Regions from separate parts of the Mus musculus genome. Here region 2 is linked to region 1. Evidence: chromatin contacts called from public Hi-C data. All regions are on one chromosome and are shown on one strand. Each heading gives the region's core, a stretch centred on a gene start, on an enhancer-like site or on the middle of the called end of the contact. The rest is flanking DNA. Distances are from core to core; before and after follow the strand shown.

Region 1 (2,556 bases), core at 41-2,540:
AGTTAATAGTGTTTTTCTATCATGCAAAAGATTCTTGGTTAAATCTCTAGCAGATTATGCATTGGGCATTAGTGCATGGTTATAATGCCACCATTTAGGAGGCAGAGTTAGGAAGATCAGGAGTTGAAGATCATCTTTGACCTCATAGAGAGTCTTGGTCCAATCTGAACTATATGAGACCTGCCTCTAACAAAAAGTTGCTCCAATTTAACATTTTCTTCTCATTCTGGAAAATTCTCCTCCCCAGCTTTATAACCATGAGTCTACATAAGATTGAAAGTAGTTTTGCCACCCCATCTTTTACTGGCTAGCCTAATCTTAATTTTTATAGCCCACATTAAGGTATTTTACCTTTGCATAACCAAGCATAATCATTCGTACCAGGACCACATTTATATGCACTCCGAGGGACTCATCGTGGTAGATTTCATTTACCTGGAGACAAAAGAGATAGTTGCTAGAAGAAAGGCAATGCAAAGGATTTCAAGACACACACAACATTGCCACGCCAGTTGCAAGTCCTCTACTCAGATTGGGCAACTTACATTGTGTTTAAATTTAGTTTAAGCCAATCTCCAAAATGAAGTAATTTATTTTTTGTTTTGGAGCAATCTTTGGATATGTGAATTATTGAGTTTTTGTAAAGTACAGAGAAAAATTAACATAGACATATTAGGAGGAGATTTATTTAACAAATTTGTGTGTGTGTGTGTGTGTGTGTGTGCGCACACACACACATTTGTGTATATGCCTACATATAACACAACACTCACATAAAACAAATTAAAAAAAAAATGACTCCTGATTTTCTGTCCTTCTGTGAGTGGCCACAAGACAACAGAAGAAGACAGACAATATAGCAAGAGTGCCCACATGGCTTGCAAACGTACTATCTTGGCTGAGGGATTTCTGTATCGAAGCTTTGGGGATCTATCTGTGAGTCAGCAAGTAGGTAGCTTTCCCAGCATCCCCCAGGACCGAGCAGCTGGGGCAATGCTTTTTTAGAACTACTGTGGGATAAATACTTTTCAGAATATGCAGTGTTAAGGAGACCGTACAAGTGCTTATCAGAGATGTCAGTTCTGGACTCAACTCTGAAGATCTCAATTGACTCCCATATCATTATTACATTTTGAAAGTTAGGCTAGAATTTCTCAGAAATGACTTTGTATACTTTAATAGTACAGATGTTGGAATCAGAGCAATTTTAGGTTGCAGCTCAACTGTGTTTCATACAGGGAGGACAATGAAGCCTGTAGACTGTCAGTGACAAGCTAAACCACACAGTGCGTTACTGGCAGACAGGAATCTAAAGCACACTGTAATTATATCTTCTGATTAAGCTACTGCAAAGTGAGTGCAAAGAAAGTCTGTCCAACTTGGTGAATGCTAGCAGAAATGACAAAGGCAGGGTTACCTGGCTAGATTCCAGTTCCGAGCTATTCCCCCAGAACAAGGGCTCAAACTTCTAACAGAAACTAGGAGAGAGATGAAAACTAACCACAATTTCGCTTGAGATCCAGGAGGTTTGGATGGCAGGCTTAGCAAATCTAAAAGCTGCAGAGAAGAGTACAAAGCCAGAAAATACAGAACATTTAATCATCATAGAATGAAACTCATGCATCAGGGTACTCTGGCTTGCCATGTTAGACTTGCCACACCTACCAAGAAACAGGCCAAGAAATCTCGAGTTAGATGTTTCAAGATTCTAGCATGACTGCATGGAATAATTTCAACATTTTAGATCTTAAATTGATGGGTAGTATACTATGTATTCAGATTGTACACAGCATTTACAAAGCTACCAAAGATAGATGTGAAAGGTCAGTCTAAGGTAGAAAATACTAAAAAAGGTAAAGCATATTCTAACAGGAAAGGCTTTATGGTACCTTTAAGTGGAAAATGCATATATATACATATATATGCATATATACATATATATGCATTAATTATATATAGTCATTAATTAGAAAGATCTAGCTTGGTAGCTATAGAAGATAAGCTAGATTAAAAAAAAAATACTCTGTGATGAACCCTTGCATTGCCCAGGAGTATAGGCAGGTGACCCATGGCCAGTTTGGCTTACTATAGGCTAACGGAAACCCAAAGTATTGAACTCACTATGTACTGACATATAAGAGAGCTGGTCAACAATACAATGGCATTTAAAGAAAATAACAGAGACCAAAGAGCCCAGAAAATGTGTCCTATACAGAATGACTTGGGAGATACAGTGATTAAAGATAGAAGACATTAAATTTCTCAGATCACATTGCTTCAAAAATCCCTCAATGGCTACCAACTTGAGGATAGCAAGGGACAAAATAAGGTGAGTAGCTGGTGATGCCACTGGGGACCATGATAGGGTCCTAGCTTGCACTGCCACAAGGGGCCACGTCTGTAGCAGCATGGTGCCACCGAAGGCCAGGATGGCATCCCTGGTCTGGGCTGCTGCCCTGGGCACATGTTGATGTCTGAAGGCTGTGCAGAATTGGCCTCAGCCTTCACCTGAGCATCATGGGAGAGCAAGAGAGCAAATGAACCTTCCCTCCCCCA
Region 2 (2,556 bases), core at 25-2,524, 320 kb after region 1:
ACCAACCAAAGAAAACACATGGTGGGACTTATGGCTCTAGTTACATATGTAGCAGAGGATGGCCTAGTTAGTCATCAATGAGAGGAAAGGCCCTTGGTCTTTTGACTTGGTGAGTGTCTATTTTCAAACTCATAAAATGATAAATTTGAACCTAGTACAAGAGTTGGTCTCAGTATTTATTTTCTTGCTGATTTCCAACTACCTAAAAACTGCCTTATATTGTAGTCATGACTGTGTCTTGCAAAGTCCTGTGCTGGGAGTGGTTTTCCCTGTTTCTTATCAGTTCCTAAGGAATTTATCAATGGTTCATTATTCCCTCTCAAACATGAGTCTATATATAACTAACAGATTTAAAGAGAGGTCACTTTCTATCATCTATTTTCACCCATATCAGACACAACCTATGTAGCATAGTGAACAATTACCTTGAGTGAGTTATTTCAGTGACATTCTGTGCTTTGATTCTTCATTTAGAAAATGGAGGTGGTAAATTGTGTGGCTTCATACATTGGTTGGAAGTATTAAGTGGTACCATGAGTTCAAAGTCCTTTGTATAGCAGTCATTAGTCAACTATGACAACAGAGAAAGGGGCAATTTCTTCCTACAGTGGTAGTCTAATTCATTTTTCTCTAGGAAATGCCACAATCTTGATACCACTAGATGGTTTACCAAGCAATTATGTCATCGATTTCCACAGTAAGTTTTGATATAACTATACCTTGACCTCTAGACCTTCGCAAGACTTACATGCTGCGTTGCCATCGCCCTTTGGTATTTTAGAGTGCATTTCAGGGTTCATGTCTCACCATTCTCCTCCACAAGATCTGTTTCTCCCTCAATAACCTTTCATAGGTGACGATTCATTCCATCCACACAGTTCATATTCTTATCCTCCTTATAATATATTGCATATCAGTGTCACCCCACTGCAAGCACACAGATCTCACCTAAAAACCCAAGCTTGCCTCAAGAGAATGACTCAGGCCAATCCTAACTGTGTTTGCATCTCACCCCTGTTCCATGATGGAACAAACCTCATGATGAATTCTGCTTCAGTGGATGGTGGCCTTTGGGGACTTAATGCCAGAAGCACAGTGAAAAGCACAAGCCTTGCCGAACAGAGCAGCACGTGCTTTTCCTGATGGTTACAGGGTTTTCTTTCCTTAGACAACCGGGGCTGCTTCTTGAGACCTCTGTTCCAGTGCCCACCACCAGCCTTTGGTAACTGAGTCCATCATATAAAGAACAGGCTGGTGTGAGTGGATCCCTCCCTCGTATTCACTGACAGCTGAACAGGCCCCACACTTCTCCCCATGATTTACTGGCAGTGCCTGCAACGACTTGGAACAGCAGGCAGACAAAGAAAAACAATTTAGTTTCTCCCTGCCTGGTTGCTCCTTTCCAAATGTGACAGCTTTCCTAACCAAATGGCTCGTGTTCTAGTCAGACCAAGCAATACCCAAAGCGAACAGTGACACCAAATGGTTAGATATATCAAGAGAGAGTGTTTCCTTCCCAGCACATACCAGAAAGGCAGAGGCAGCTTCTATGGATTGATAACAAGCAAGGAGACAATATACTGAAAGAGGGCAAAAGAAAACTCAATACCTTGGGATCTAAGGAAGTCTTTAGAACAGTGGCCGTGTCTTTTATTTGGTACCATGTGCTTTGTTTATTTGTCCTTATAGTTAATGTGAGCATTTATATTGACTTCAGTTGTTTTAATATGATATATAGAAAGGAAAAAACTGTGTTCATTTTCAAAGGTCAACACTTCCTGAACCTATATTTGGTGGGAGTATTTGAGTACCAGCTCTGCATATATAGAGAAAAGTAAAGACCCTGGAAACGTGTTTCAGGCTTTGTTTTTCCCTCATGTATATTTTTTATGTCATATTATTTTCTGACTATATGGTTTTCTACTTTGGAATTTTACTTTAAAACTATTGTATAATACTTAATTATAGTCTTTGCTTGGTCCTCACCCAATTAAAGACAGTTGTTTGTAAGACTTTATTTTTAACAGAAAGCATCAATGGAAAGACCAATCCAAGAATATATGTGTGTGTGTGTGTACATATATATATATGTACGTATATATATATATATATATATATATATATATGTGTGTGTGTGTGTAAGTACATACATATATGCATGTATACATGCATTTCTTTTTGGCAATATTAACCATTCAAGATGATAACCAGACGGGCTTTAATCAATCAACACATCAAATGATTATAAACCATATTGAGGGTCCATATAATAAAAATATATTTCATGTGAATTTTATGTGAAAACAGAAGGCACCAGGGACTATTACGTAAAACAGAATTAAGTAATTAAAAGACAAACCAAGAAAAACATTGGGAAGTAAATGCAGGTGAACTCCTGAGTTCAGGACTGGCCTCAGCTGCCTAGAAATTGTCAAACCAGCCAGTCTTATCTGGACTATGTGAGACCCTGGGGAGAGAGAGAGATAGAGACAGAGACAGAGAAAGAGACTAAGAGTATATAGGCATTCAAATTAAAGAATAAGAGAGGAGTGTGAT

Evidence for each region. Hi-C and Micro-C count contacts between places; a contact is called where the count stands out from the background.
Region 2: a Hi-C map of cortical neurons shows a contact between it and region 1, with 2.4 times the contacts expected there. The contact joins two enhancer-like sites. A contact is called at or near these places in 1 of 39 promoter capture datasets (hippocampal neurons) and 9 of 484 Hi-C or Micro-C datasets (cerebral cortex, cortical neurons, nephron progenitors and 2 more).

Annotation. Positions count from the first base shown.
Region 1 is chr5:89,710,306-89,712,861 of GRCm38.p6, forward strand. Adamts3 (a disintegrin-like and metallopeptidase (reprolysin type) with thrombospondin type 1 motif, 3) reads right to left here. Exons shown (of 22, transcript NM_001081401.2): 6 at 352-435. Among named protein-coding and RNA genes, the nearest start is that of Gm7056, 95 kb to the left of the region's middle. Within about 2 kb of position 1,291, at least 4 of the 459 cell types and tissues checked have an H3K27ac peak or open chromatin away from gene starts, as enhancers often do. A contact at or near this core is called in cortical neurons, where this site is marked.
Region 2 is chr5:90,031,942-90,034,497 of GRCm38.p6, forward strand. No RefSeq gene overlaps it. Among named protein-coding and RNA genes, the nearest start is that of Adamts3, 150 kb to the left of the region's middle. Within about 2 kb of position 1,275, at least 24 of the 459 cell types and tissues checked have an H3K27ac peak or open chromatin away from gene starts, as enhancers often do. A contact at or near this core is called in cortical neurons, where this site is marked.